5 separate regions of the Mus musculus genome follow, and regions 1, 2, 3 and 4 are each linked to region 5. The links are chromatin contacts, called in public promoter capture Hi-C maps. All regions are on one chromosome and are shown on one strand. The core of a region is the stretch at or near the end of the contact, and the rest is flanking DNA. Distances in the headings are between cores, read along the strand shown. Region 1 holds the start of Cemip (cell migration inducing protein, hyaluronan binding). Region 2 holds the start of Fah (fumarylacetoacetate hydrolase). Region 3 holds the start of Abhd17c (abhydrolase domain containing 17C). Region 4 holds the start of Mesd (mesoderm development LRP chaperone). Region 5 holds the start of Efl1 (elongation factor like GTPase 1).

Region 1 (2,751 bases), core at 89-2,588, 1.4 Mb before region 5:
TCTCTGCCATAGACTGGCCCTAAAGCCTGCACTGAGATTCCTAAAGCTGGTGGGCACTGCCTAGAATGAAGACCCTCTCGCACAGCAGTGAGCATAGGACATTGGCAGGCAGGAAGAAATGTGTACTTGAGAACTCTCATTAACCAGAGGAGGGAGCTGAGCAATAAGTCTCAAAGAGGGACAGCATATAGAATTGCAACCAAAGCTGTCATCTTAGAATTAAAATGAAATGGAAAAAAAAATCCCCAGCACCTTTCACCCTTTTTGCCAGGGTCAGAGTGGATAGGTAGCTGGTGCTCAGGGCACCCAGTGTTGAGGAGATGCTAGATGCTCTGGGTGGGCTTACTTATTCCTATGGCAGAGGATAACTCACTGGTGGCACTGTCTTGTTTTGATCCTTGAGAACATTGTCCTGTCCAGGCACAGACTACATGCAGGATAGCAAACACTTACTATGACTTAGTACCCACAAAATCTCACTGAAATCCTCTCTCCAGGCTCATGGGAGCCCAATGGTGAAGTCCCTTGTTTATGGTCAAGTAACTGGCATGTGCAGAAAACTGACACATGTGAAGAAGTAACTCTACTATCCGTGTGTGTGTGTGTGTGTATGTGTGTGTCCCCTAAGACAGAGGTCAAGCTGCTTGGAGTGTTATTTGTTTTTGAGACCGGGTATCTCTATTTTACCCGGACTGGCCAGCAAGCCCCAACAAGCCACCTGTCTCCACCTCCCCAGCTCTGGAATTACAAATTAGGGCTATTGCCCACCCAAGGCATTTTTATGAGGATTCTGGGAACTGAACTCTGTTTTTTCAAACCTGTAAACATCTTAGCGGTCATCTCCCTAGCTTTCAAAACAAGATCTTCTCTAAGAGACCTCTAGACCTAGGCGATCCTGGATTCTGTTGCTATGTTGGCTTACAAAAAGTGTTACGGGTTTGAAATCTAACAGCCTGAACGTAGAGTGGTGGCGACTCTGTCAAAATCTCTTTTTTCTGGCTGACTGTCCCTTGGGGAGGCCACTGGATACAAGCTGCGCTTCCATCACTAAGCCCTCGGAGGTCCGCAGCTTTCGTCCTAGGCTCCAGCGCCCTCACCTGGTGGCCACGGCTTGTCCCGGCGGCGGCTCTCGGGCTCAGGTCTGCGGCTCCCGGAGCGGCCGCCAGAGCCCGCCCGGGTCCAGCCCCGCAGGCCGCCCACCGCGGTGAGTGGGAGGACGCTGCCCAGAGACAGGGGTGGGACAGGGGGGACGGGATGAGTGCGGGCGCCGGGGGCTCTGGTGGGGAGGAGTCAGGCCCGGAAGGCGACTATAAAAAGCGTCGGCTCGGGCTGGCAGCTCCGAGCTAGCTACTAAGCCAGTGAGCGCGCGGAGTCGAGCGAGGAGCGCCTTCTGCGCTGAGTGGCAGTGGTCTGGTGCTGCTGGAGCACTGTGCCGAGTGAGGTCGGAATCTGCACCCCACTTTCCGCCAGCTCCCGTCCCACTTGCTTACGCTCAGGAGCTCAACGCGTGGGATCAGATACTAGACTACGGGATGCTGCACTCCAGATCCCCGAGGCGTGGCAGGGTCTCGGTCATCAACCTGAGGTAAGAGGACCGGAGCTAGGGCGCGAGGGCTGCTTGGGTTAAGCTATGGGGAGGAGAGGAGAGACCGGATCCCACATTCTCCCCTCTGTTAGGTAGAACGTTGCCCTCCATCAGTCTGATTGTCCAGCCTATTATTCTATGCTGTCTACCACTGTCTGTCTGTCTGTCTGTCTGTCTGTCTGCCTGCCTGCCTATCCATGAATATATTGGTGGGCACACGCCTCCGCCACGGTCCTTCGTCTCTGAAATCTTTACAAATGTCAGGTGTTGGGGACACCATCGTCCAGGAATGTATTCGACGGGAGGTGGATTTCTGTTTTGCTTAGTTTGTGCCCCTGTGAATGGCACCAGATGTTCACACAAACAACAGTGTCTAATCGAAGAGAGATGGCCCCTAGGCAGGTCTCGCAAGGAGCCCGGTGCAGGGAACGCGCTTACCGTGTGGCTAATGGTGAGCTTCGCAAGACTGTACCTTGTCGCTACCACGTAGGCAAGGTCTCCTGGGTTCCCTAACCTGCCTCTGCCCTCCCAGTGATACGCTGGCACCGGGCTGGAGGAGATGATCTGATGTTAGACGACCTCGGTGGCCTCTGCTGTTATTTAAACAAACACTAAGCCTGGCAGCGCTGCAGGGACATTTGGTGGCCCCTGGCAACAGACAGCATCTGCAAGAAGGGTCTCGCTAGATTGACAGAAAAACCAAGGTCTCCATAAGGCACAAGACTGAGTTGTCCACGGTTCTCAAGCTCTCCGCTCTGGTTCGGTGACATCTCGGAATGAACCCCAGAGAATCCTTGTGCTCTTGACCGAGCGTTGTGCCGGTGTTCCCCAAGACTGGACACTCTACCCGCCCCAGGTCTGAGGTTCTCAGTCCTGCTCCGAGCAGCCAACTCTGCCCACAGGTAAGACCTTCTCTTTAAAACCAAGCTTTTGATGTGAGAGCCACGGCTTGGCTGAAGCCTGTCCAGGAGACCGTGAGCCAGGGAGTCATTTCCATCTCCGCGGTCTGGAGAGGGACCCTAAGGCGCGCCCGCGGGCGGGGAATAGGCTGCTCCGCGTGCCCAGGCTCGGCGCCACCATGGACAGCTCCCAGCTACTTCCGCCACTCGGGGCCTGTGGCCCTGAGTCTGGTGTGTTCAGGCACCTCCCTCACTGATTAAGGTGTT
Region 2 (2,700 bases), core at 37-2,536, 2.0 Mb before region 5:
AGACACGTGGAGATGTGATTCCATGGTGATTCTAAATATGATAGTGAAGTTGACAATATTAAACATTACACCCTCCAACAGCCAGAAAGCACAAATTCTCAGCAGAGCTTTCTCTAAAATAGATCACAGTTTAGGCCATAAGTCATGTCTCCACAATACAAAAAAGAATTTAAATAACCCGTTTTTATTTTATCAGATTGTGTTTCTGAAGCATTTGCACGAACACGGCCCCAGTCTGCGGGGTACTCCCGTGAGATCTCACTTTATCATGGACGCCCACGTTTCTAGTCAGTAACTAGCCAAACTTCTAACATCTCTGGTCCCAGAGTCCATAGGTCTTCCTCCCGCTCTTTCATTTGGAAGTCAACTATCATTAACTAATCGAATTCTTGTTTCTACTGTGAAGTAGACCCCCTTCCCCACTAGTACTGTACGGAAGAAAGCACAGGCAGAACACCAAGACGTTAACGCAGGCGTGTCACACTTCTAGACGCTGGCTCCAACTCCATCTTTCACCAGTGCTCAGGGCAAGGTCTCTGGACCCTGACTGAGCAAGGCTACACAGGCAGATGAACTGGGGACAAATCCTCTGCAGTATCCAGTGACACCACAGGAGCCAGAGGCAGTCCCAGACAAAAGAATGGGGTCACTGGGTGGATCCCAATTTGCATTCTGGAGGTGGGGTCAGGGAAAAAGCTTGGCTCATAAGGGAGGCTGGGCGGTTTTGCAAAAGGGCGAGGCCTCAGAGATTATGGAAATAAAGCACCTACTGGGGCGGGGCTTTGGGTCTTGGGCATTTTAGGTGAGACCAATACCTGGATCCAGGTGCTGGACCCGGAAGGGGGAGGTTTAGACATAGGGGCGGAACGGTCTGACAGTTCCGGGATGGAGATGGGGGGGGGTGGGGTGAGGGGGAAAGGCAGGGCGTGGACACGACGGGATCTCGGGGGCAGGATGAGGGTGGGGTGACCCCAGGACTCCGGGCACATCTGGGGCGGGGCGAAGGCGGGAAGATCCCAGGGCTCCGGGCACATCTAGGGAGGATGAGGAGAATGTCTTGTATATCCAGACCGATGAGGCGGTCCTGGACTCGTAGAGGTCGCCCGAGAAGAAAACGGGGTGGTCTCAGGGCGGGTACCGGGTGGTTCCAAGGCAGGGGCTGGCCAGGAAGGATGCGGAACAGTCGAGAGGCGTGGGAATGGGGTGGCCCGGGGCGGGTGCTGGATAGTACGGAGGGTGGACCCAGGGTAGGGAAGGAGGGAAGGGTGTGGGGCGGTTCCGGGGCGGGTGCTAAAAGAATCACTAGGGTGGGGAGGCGGTCCCAGTGGGGCGGGTAGGGGTGTGTGCCAGGTGGTACCGGGTATTGGCTGGAGGAAGGGCAGCCCGGGGTTCGGGGCGGTCCCTGAATCTAAAGGCCCTCGGCTAGTCTGATCCTTGCCCTAAGCATAGTCCCGTTAGCCAACCCCCTACCCGCCGTGGGCTCTGCTGCCCGGTGCTCGTCAGCATGTCCTTTATTCCAGTGGCCGAGGACTCCGACTTTCCCATCCAAAACCTGCCCTATGGTGTTTTCTCCACTCAAAGCAACGTGAGCATCGATTTTTGGGCTCGGGAGCCGGGAGGTGGGAGTTCTGGTCAGTTTCTCCAGAGCCTCGGGGAGAGCGCCTGTGGCTACAGTGCCGCTCAGGACCCATAGCTGTGCACGTTACGGAAATTAAGTATATGTGGGTATATATGGGCCTGTGCAAGAACCAGAGCATAGAGAAATGGGAGCTATCACCCCTGCCTGGGCAGCAGGCCTAAGCGATTGTGACCCAAAAACGGACGCATAATTTCCTTACAAAACGCGGGTGGTCGTTCACTTCACTGCTTAGTCCTTAACCCTGTAACCTCGAAAGTACCAGCTGACTCCCATAATTTCGAGCAACTCCTCTGAGCACTTCCTGGCCTAGAAACTTCGGTCTAAGACACAGGCTTCTTTTACCTCTAACCTAAATTCTTTCTGCTCTAGAGTGAACTGCTAGGCATTCACTGAACTAACCACAGGTCTCATGGGGCAGGAGAAATGAACTTTGACTTGTACACATAGTCTGACTTGAAAGAAATCTTTGCAAATGGTTTAGTGGAGCTGAGTTATCTATCCTATCCTTGGGTGGGCAACGCATATCACTCTGAAATGTTTGTGCTATTTTCTGCTTGAGCTTTTGGGGGGAGGGTTGTTTGTTTGTTTTTGTTTTATTTATTTTGCTTGTTTATAGTGTTGATTCAGCTTTGTGTGTAGGAACTGTTTGCACCATAAAAGGAGTATGAATATCTTTGCCAGTACAGACAGGTAGCATTGTTCTAAAGTACTTGGCTGGCATGCACCAGCAAAAGGAAGAAAGAAAGGAAGTGGTTCCTGGCAGTGTATAGCTTTCTCCACATCTGTTGTCCTTTCATATCCTGCCTGTGCAGATTGCCTTGGTCAGAAGAGTCAGGTAATGCTTTCACAACCACCAGGCATGACTAGATGTTGCAAGGACACAGAGTTAACTTGTTGTCCTTTCCACGTTTGAGGTGTGTGGAGCCTTAACCTGAGCCAACCAACCGCCTTGTGGAAGTAGAATACTCCCTCTGGCCTCTTCTGATACTTTGCCCTCAGCAGACATGCTCTCAGCCTTTTCTGGGAATTCCAGTGGGTTAGGCAGGGACATTTGTGCAGTC
Region 3 (2,796 bases), core at 222-2,721, 1.5 Mb before region 5:
TCTTTGGGAAAAACTTGGGGTCAGTCACTAAAGCCTGGCTAGGGAAGAGCAGCTTTGCCCATCTAACTTTAAAACAGACTTGGAGAGGCGTTGTGGGCAGGCTTTTGGGGATTCAGTGAAGATACGGCCTTTGAAAACTCAGTCCACAAGGTTACTACTTAAAGTGGTACTGGTAAATCAATTTATATTAGGATGCTCAAAATTCTTTTTGTTTAAAAAATGTTGTAATCCTTCTTGGGACATTTATGAGGTCTGGAATGGTGACTGCCCACTGGGGCTCTGGTTGTATTCATTGCAGGTAGCCTAAAATGACCTCCTACCCCTGAAAGGAAAGCCTGGTGCCAAAGTCCAGAGGAGAGGCTCTGCCAACCGGACACCAGGGTTCACACGGTTTCAGAAGCCCTGAGAGTTATATTTGGAAAATCACTTAAAGCCTATAGCCAAGACAATAGTGGATTAAAATCGTTGTAACATGTCTTTCATGATTAAAAAGTCTGGCGCCAAAACAGTTCTAGAGAAACTAACATCAAAAAGGACAGATATGGAGTATCCAGTTGGCACCACAGGGGATGATGTAAGGGATGGGGGTGAGAGAGGACCGTGTTGACACCATTTGTTGTAAAACCAACAGGCTCTGCTGTAATTGTTATTACAGAAAGACCTGCGTAGCTGTACATACCCAACAGCCGCCTGCAACACGGGAACACGTACGAGATGGACCAGAGCATTTATGGTAGTGGCTGTTCAAGAAGTCTTGAATCTCAGCAAGTGGTGGTAGAGGCTAGAAGCATGTGAGTTCTAAACCAGTGTAGGCTAAACTGTCTCAAACAACCAAAAGAGAAAAAAATAGCATTGATTAGAGGAAAGCAAGGCATTTTTAATGTACTCAATTCTCTTTCTCAATAATTATCTTTTACATAAATTCCCAATAACTCCACCAGGACAGAAAGCTGGTTTTGGAGAACTGAATCCTAAAGTATCTGCACACCTACCTTTTCAATCCAGGATTGTCCCAACCGCTCTAATCTCTTCAGACCCCCGCCCCAATCGCGCTAAGCCCCGCCCCAGACTCCAGAGCCTCGCTTCGGACCGGGGAGTTTGTTCTAACGAGTAGCCCCGCCCAGATGCGCTAACTCCCGCCCAAGAGGCGGGAGCCCCGCCCAGCCCGGGGAGTCCTGCTTCAGACTGGGGCGTCCGTTCCGATGGGTAGCCCCGCCCGCCTGTGGGGGCGCGCGGCGCGGTAACCCGGAAGTGGCAGTAGCGTGCGGGGGCGGGGCGGCGCGCTGGAGCGGGCCATGGCCGCCGCCGCCGCGGGCTTTGTGTGCCGCGCGCGAGCCCCGGCCGTCCGCACCTCGCCGGGGCTGCGGGGCTGCCGCTGACCCGCCCCGCTCGCCGCGCCGCGCCCGCCTGGCCCCGCCCCTGGCCTCTCCGCCTTCTCGGCCGGCCTCCAGTTCTCGGCGCTCTCCCTCTGCGCTCCCTGCGCTTCCCTCCCGCCCGCGGCGGGCGCCAGGCCGCCCCGATGCCCGAGCCCGGCCCCAGGATGAACGGCTTCTCGCTCGGCGAGCTGTGCTGGCTCTTCTGCTGCCCTCCTTGTCCGAGCCGCATCGCCGCCAAGCTGGCCTTCCTGCCGCCCGAACCCACCTACACGGTGCTGGCGCCCGAGCAGCGCGCGCCCGCTCCCGCGGCGACCCCCGCGCCCGCCCCGGCGGCGCAGCCCGCTCCGGCCGAGGAGGGTGCGGGCCCCGGCGCGTGCAGCCTGCACCTGAGCGAGCGCGCCGACTGGCAGTACTCGCAGCGCGAACTGGACGCCGTCGAGGTCTTCTTCTCGCGCACGGCCCGCGACAACCGGCTGGGCTGCATGTTCGTGCGCTGCGCGCCCTCCAGCCGCTACACGCTGCTCTTCTCGCACGGCAACGCCGTGGACTTGGGCCAGATGTGTAGCTTCTACATCGGCCTGGGCTCGCGCATCAACTGCAACATCTTCTCTTACGACTACTCGGGCTATGGTGTGAGCTCCGGCAAGCCCTCCGAAAAGAATCTCTACGCTGACATCGACGCCGCGTGGCAGGCACTGCGCACCCGGTGAGCCCCGAGCCACGGTTGGGGTGCGGGCTTGTGCTCCCGGATTGTTGCATTCGCTCGAGATTGCAACAGCCCTCGGGGATGGAGAGCTCAGACTTAAAGGGTCCTGCCTGCTTTTCACTGGCCCGCGCGGCCTGGAGTCTTTGTGGCTCCGGTTAAACGCACGTGGCCGCTGTGGGGGATGCCAATGTACCGGCCAAACCAACTTGGTTGGGCTTGAGTTGTGTCTTGAGCTACGCGCAGACCCCGAAGGTCTGGTAGAAGTGACCTTGGGGTTTTCAGAGCCCTTGACAGCTGGGGAGAGACGATGACCTCTAAAAGACTTTCCAAGTAGAAAGTGTCCCTGGGGCGATGCCTGTGCAGCCCTTAAGGCTGGGTCGGGTCGGGTGTGGGGAGGACTTTGCCTCCTGGTCCCGCAGAGTATGTGGCACTGGGAGATCAGGAAGTTAGCTGAAGAACCTTCCCTAAACACCACCAGTAGCGCAGAGTGTTATAGGCGTGAGGAAATCTCTTGACCTTGAGTTAGCGTTCATAAAACTGGAAAGTATTTATTCAGGGTCTTTTATATGCTAAGCACAAATTGTTATATTCTGAGGACAGACCAGGTTGGGGGGGGGGGGAACTAACTTAAGTTTTACTCTGAACTTAGACATTTGGTTTGCGGGAAAGTCAAGTGACCTGACCAGTTTTGGTGCTTGTGACCTTCCCATGCAA
Region 4 (2,700 bases), core at 4-2,503, 1.2 Mb before region 5:
AAATTTACTATGTAGCCCAGGTTTAACTAAGGCTAGCCTCCTCCACTAGTCTCTTAAGTGCTGGAATTACAACCTTGCACTACCATGGCCCCACTACTCCAATTCTTCTGTTGGGTACAGAGAACAACAACAGGAGTCCCCCCTTTTTAAGTCAAATCCAACAGGTGGATATTTTAAATGTATGCCCAAAAGTCTTACCTCCTTCCAACAATATAGTTAGCCACAAGTTAAAAAAAAAATCAGCATTGGAAACAAACTCTGAAAAGTTCTCTGGCAGAGAACCTTACACAGTGAATATAGCTATGTGTGTGATTCCTTTCCATCAGCTGTGCCAATCAAATACGACAGTACAATCAAGGGCTGCAGTGTACTTTTGATCAGGAATCCCTCCTTAGAACCTTTTGCATACCCCAAATGCAATCAAGTAACAGACCAGAATTCGGCCTCTCACAAAACAAGTCCACTACTCCCATCAATGAAAAACCTGAGTTGCATATGAGATATGCCTTAGTTCCCTTTACCAGTAAAATAAACCCACCCAAGAAATTACAAAAGCCCCAGCAGGAATATACACCAAAAGAAGTCGGAAACCCTCTATATTTGGAAAGATCTCTATCAAAGCTAAAAAAAAGTTGAGAGACCACCTTTAGAACCCATTCACTCCAGAACAGGAGGAGGAAGGAGGGAATGCTCTTCAGGAGCGCTCGCTCCCTGTTCGCGGCTCACAAACCACCAAGATCAATGTAGAGACCCCTGCGACATAGCAAGGAAAGTAGGGCTTGACTGGTGAGAGTCCAAGTGCTGACTGGAGTGGCTGAGGAGCCATGATAGCGAAAGACACTGGGCGAGAGGCCTGAGCCGTGGTGGAATGAAGAGAGACGCGGGAGTCAACGGGTACTGGGAGACATTTCAAGAAAGACCCTCAGAGGGCAGCGAGCGGGATCAGGGGACAAAAGTCAGAAGGTCAAATGTCCGAGAGGGTAAGGGTTAGGAGAAAAGGGATCTGTATGGGAGATGCTCAGAAGTGTGCAGGCGACACAGACCTCCCACTGCTCCAGAAGTCGCGCCATGTCGGCATCGTTGTAATCGCGGATGTCCTTCTTTTTCCGTGGAGGTGGGGTGGCCTCGCCCGGAGTGTCCGCCGCGTAGGCATTAGGAGGAGGGAGCAACAGAAGGTCCGAGGCACACAGAAACAGTAGAACCGCGCGCAGCCACCTGGAGGCAGCCATGTTAGCAGCCTAGCGTAACGGACTGCCCAGCGTAAGGCACAATGAGCCTGCGCAGACAGCGTGCGGAGTCCGGACGCCGGGGCCTCGCCCCCACCCCGCCCCCGGCCTTCCAATCCAGTCCCTAAGCGTGTTCTGCGCAGAACTAAACCCAGTACTTGACCCCGTCCCACCCTCGCGGACTCAAGTCCCAATGGCTCCGCCTCCGAGGAGTCCGTAGCCTACCGCACCCCGCCTCGTTCTGGTTCCTCCTGTCCGGACCTCATCCGGTAGCTCCGACCCCCTTGGCTCCGCCCACAACTGCATTCCCTTGGGGCTCCCAACCTCAGGCTCCTCCCCGTCATCGAGCCTTTCACCACTTGACTCCACCCCTCAGCCACGGTCTCCTGACTCCGCCCCTAGGGTACCGCCTCCTCACCAGACTCCGCCCCATAGCTCTGGGAGCTCACCTGGCTGGGGACCAAGGGTTCTTCCTCCTGGTTCCTCCCCTTGCCAGGCTCCGCCCCGCGAGCTCCGCCCCTTGGCCTGGCCAAACAATCTACTCTAGCTGGGTCCTGCCCAACTGTGCTTTCTCCACTATTTGGGGGTTTTGTTAGAAGTCAGCCCTTTTGTCTCTCATTCTCTAGCCAGGGTCTGAAAGTTCCCTCAGGGTTTCAGTGACAGAGTCCTCGAAGCCTATGAAATGAATGAGTTGGAAGATATGCAAACTACCTTGACCCTGAGGCCCTTTTCAGGGTGTTGACATTCAACTACGCTCCCTAGTAATTTCTAGCAAGAACAAACCGCCTGCTGAAAAGCTAAGGACAGCTAGGGCAACTTTTCTCGAAGACTGTAATTATAGGGTCTATTGTTATTCTGCTCCACGGATGATTTTCGACCCACCATTCTTTCAATATCACTGTCAATTAAACTGGAAAAAAAAACCCATTTAATTGATAACCATTTTTATTGTTTAAAATAGTTCCTGTCTCTTCTGATTTTCATCTACCACTGTGGCTTTAACCTATAGGACAAAACCACCCTAATTTTATTTTCTATTTTACAAGATTTTGACCACTAAGATCTTCAAAATTAAAATACTTGGGGTCAGAGATACTTTAAAGTTTCCTAAGCTTTAAGTGGCAGATCTGATTTCTTTAAAATTTCAAATTATATCATAAGACATGAAACCTTGGTGTAGTTGGAAAATATTCAAAAACTATACCTTAAGTACTGACCCCAAAGTGCCACATAATGCATACAATTTATTTCTATATTTACAAATGTATCTCAAGAATGGGTTTTCAATGTTTATATCAGCATACTGTGTTAATTACTAAGCATACTTGGGTTCTTTTTTTTTTTTTTTTTTTTTTTTTTTTGGTTTTTGCGAGACAGGGTTTCTCTTTATAGCCCTGGCTGTCCTGGAACTCACTTTGTAGACCAGGCTGGCCTCAAACTCAGAAATCTGCCTGCCTCTGCCTCCTGAGTGCTG
Region 5 (2,700 bases), core at 54-2,553:
ATGAATTAAATAGAATTTATAGAAGATATATTCTACCAAGACCACAGACATTTTACCATCTCAAGAAACTTTTCCATATTTTAACAAAAATCCAAATTCAAAAGCATTGTATGACATACTGGGCAGACCACCAATCACCCGTTAATCCATTTATTTCAAACGTTCTACAGCATGCTTCTCTGACATGGCACAACACACAACTCCTTAGCAAGCATCACTCTCACCGCTCCAATGAAACAGAGACATTTCCTCTTTGTTAATAAAACCCAATTCTAAAAGCCTTACCGTGGTCAACATGAGCCAGAACACAGATATTCCTAATGTTGGCAGTGTTCTTCTGAAGTCGAATCATCTTATCAACACCACTGAGCACCATGGTTATTTCCTGGGACTAAACATTAAATGCAAATTAAAAATGGTACAAAATCTAGTGGGGGTGGGGGTGGGGGTGGTGTGCACAACAGCGAAAACCAAATGGACAAACTGAGAGGGAGATGCTGATGCTGACAAGTCGCCTCAGATTCCTTAACTGAGAACCCAATGAATGTTTAGCCACATCTATTTCCTTCTGGCCCTGAGGGGATATAGTCCTTTAGGCCCATGTTCCATGGTAAAGTCCACACATCCTGCTGACAGTACTTGTGGGGTGAGCTGGGAGTTTCCGGATCTGCCATGCGATGAATCACGCAGTTGGGAGCCAGGTGCAGAGGCGCCCGGCTAAGTCACACTCACACTCACATACATACATACATACATACATACACACACACACACACACACACACACACACACACACACCAGAGACAGACAGTCAGTCTCTCTCTCTCTCTCTCTCTCTCTCTCACACACACACACACACACACACACACACACACACCCTTCCCTACTTCAGTCCCTCCAAAAGTCTGCCTTTCTGTCAAGCTTGCTGGCTTTTATCAGACATGAGAACTTCGGCCCTGTGACTGCACTGAGTGTCCTTAAAAGTTTTTGGATCACGTGCCTAGGAACACACCAGGTGCACGACACACCTTCTACCCCTCTCTCCAATTAAAAGAAGCAAATCGAGGTCTGCATGCCCTTCCTCCTCTTGGGTTCCTGGAGTCGCTGCCGCTGAGAGTACCGGGTCCCTATAAAGTGCAGCCGCTCGGGACACTCCTCGCCCAGCCCAATCGACATGACCCCCCCGGGTCTCCGTCACCGTCTGGTCGCCGGCGTCCCTAGCAAGTCCCCCCACTCACCAGCTCCACGCCGCACCTCACCCACGCACCTAAGACTCCAGGGGTAGCTCAGACCGGAAGTCGCAGGAGCCTGGGGGCGGGGCCTGTGGGCCTGTGACCTCTGACCCGCGCGCATCTAGAACATCACCGGAAGCCACGTCGTTTCCCTTCAACTTGGAGTTCCGCGGTCGCCTTGACGACGGCGGACGCTGTAGCTGCTCTGAAGTGTGCCAGCCTAAGCCTGCGGAGGGGGACGCTGGAGCGCAGAGCATGAGGAACTGGTGTCTGTGCCAGATTTGCACCTGCGGGTAAGAAACGTCCGCCCGGTGTGGCGTCCGCAGAGCCGCGAGCCCCGCCGCGCACACCCCCTAAGGACTCCCTTGCCTGAACCGGAGGAGACCCCTACTCCACCCCCACCCCCCACCCCCCACCCCCGACCTTATGCTCTGCTAAATGCTGCCCATTTCCTCTGCTTGGCTAGCTCCTGGGCAAAACTTATTTTCTTTGCATTCCCTGAGGCTTCCCATCCAGAGATTTAAGCTAAAATACAGTTCAGATCAGCTAAGTAGTATGAGCAAATATGGCTGGTAAGTGATGGAGTCACCCACCGATTCTATTGGTTAACTTAAAAGAACAGTATCCATGGTATTTCGTTTGCCACCCAGAACCTTCCATCCTCTAAACTCTATTTTTATTCCTGCCAAGGCAACATTTTCCTGAGGCCTTTCTGACAGACAAAAATGGCAATAGTCCTCACCGTAAACCTCAGGTTTGGTTTGTAAGTCCTGCCTAACAACTTTACATCACCAGTAAACACATTCTTCTCTATCCTCAAGCTTACTGTTTACCCAGGGGTTAGATCACCTTTGATAAGTGAATAAGAGTAACTGAGTAACGCCAAGCCCTTTGTACTTGTAATCCCCTTCTAAGGGCAACCAGCTACAACACATATTGATTGAGAGCAGTTTCTCAGCCCCTTTTGTAATAAACATTGTTTGTATGTTTGAACAGATGCAAACATAACTTTTAAGGCTTGAATCTGCAAAATCTTGTATGTAAGAAAAAAAATGTATTTGAATCTGAATTTATCTACAAACTAAGTTATTTTCCCATCCACCCATCAGGAAATTCATTATATTAGGGACTTTACATTCTTCAAGAATAATATCACCATCCACAGAGCTGGGGGGACTGCCAATGTAAGAGGAATCCCCTTTAGGCTTTGAAGCATGGCTAATAACTTCTGCCGAAATGTCCCTTGCAAACACTTAGTTGCAGCGAGAGCACTGCCTTAGCTGCTTTCAGTTTTATAACTGAGGTACAAGAATCTTTGACAAAATGGGTAGTTACTATGACATACATAGTTCCACTCAGCCAATGGTTTTTAAACTTTGGCTACCTTCATGAGTCATTGTCTCAAAACGGGGCAAAGATTCTTCACCATCATCCCTCCCCATACCACCTCTCATCTTTTGCCTCCTTT

The links. Promoter capture Hi-C pulls out the DNA fragments that hold promoters and counts their contacts. Capture Hi-C pulls out chosen DNA fragments and counts their contacts.
Region 1: a contact with region 5 is called in a promoter capture Hi-C map of embryonic stem cells, with 2.8 times the contacts expected there. The contact joins the promoter of Cemip here to the promoter of Efl1 in region 5. A contact is called at or near these places in 5 of 39 promoter capture datasets (the C10 cell line, embryonic stem cells, hippocampal neurons and 2 more) and 1 of 115 datasets of contacts at active chromatin or transcription factors (astrocytes).
Region 2: a contact with region 5 is called in a promoter capture Hi-C map of liver, with 2.8 times the contacts expected there. The contact joins the promoter of Fah here to the promoter of Efl1 in region 5. A contact is called at or near these places in 1 of 39 promoter capture datasets (pre-B cells) and 1 of 9 other capture datasets (liver).
Region 3: a contact with region 5 is called in a promoter capture Hi-C map of liver, with 4 times the contacts expected there. The contact joins the promoter of Abhd17c here to the promoter of Efl1 in region 5. A contact is called at or near these places in 4 of 39 promoter capture datasets (the C10 cell line, cranial neural crest, liver and 1 more), 1 of 484 Hi-C or Micro-C datasets (CD4 T cells), 1 of 115 datasets of contacts at active chromatin or transcription factors (astrocytes) and 2 of 9 other capture datasets (adipose tissue and liver).
Region 4: a promoter capture Hi-C map of liver shows a contact between it and region 5, with 8 times the contacts expected there. The contact joins the promoter of Mesd here to the promoter of Efl1 in region 5. A contact is called at or near these places in 5 of 39 promoter capture datasets (the C10 cell line, hippocampal neurons, liver and 1 more), 9 of 484 Hi-C or Micro-C datasets (CD4 T cells, CD8 T cells, Th1 cells and 5 more), 9 of 115 datasets of contacts at active chromatin or transcription factors (astrocytes, bone marrow-derived dendritic cells, bone marrow-derived macrophages and 6 more) and 2 of 9 other capture datasets (adipose tissue and liver).

The regions. Positions count from the first base shown.
Region 1 is chr7:84,085,092-84,087,842 of GRCm38.p6, reverse strand. Cemip (cell migration inducing protein, hyaluronan binding) reads left to right here and starts at 1,338. Exons shown (of 29, transcript NM_030728.4): 1 at 1,338-1,585.
Region 2 is chr7:84,604,528-84,607,227 of GRCm38.p6, reverse strand. Fah (fumarylacetoacetate hydrolase) reads left to right here and starts at 1,286. Exons shown (of 14, transcript NM_010176.4): 1 at 1,286-1,585. The coding sequence starts at 1,505.
Region 3 is chr7:84,150,568-84,153,363 of GRCm38.p6, reverse strand. It overlaps Abhd17c (abhydrolase domain containing 17C), which reads left to right and starts at 1,471. Exons shown (of 3, transcript NM_133722.2): 1 at 1,471-2,082. The coding sequence starts at 1,520. It overlaps LOC117997403 (a long non-coding RNA gene), which reads right to left and starts at 1,224. Exons shown (of 3, transcript NR_169136.1): 1 at 993-1,224; 2 at 680-818.
Region 4 is chr7:83,890,819-83,893,518 of GRCm38.p6, reverse strand. Mesd (mesoderm development LRP chaperone) reads right to left here and starts at 1,253. Exons shown (of 3, transcript NM_023403.4): 1 at 1,044-1,253. The coding sequence starts at 1,229.
Region 5 is chr7:82,647,217-82,649,916 of GRCm38.p6, reverse strand. It overlaps Efl1 (elongation factor like GTPase 1), which reads right to left and starts at 1,303. Exons shown (of 20, transcript NM_175317.3): 1 at 1,239-1,303; 2 at 286-391. The coding sequence starts at 376. It overlaps Saxo2 (stabilizer of axonemal microtubules 2), which reads left to right and starts at 1,389. Exons shown (of 3, transcript NM_177894.4): 1 at 1,389-1,525. The coding sequence starts at 1,488.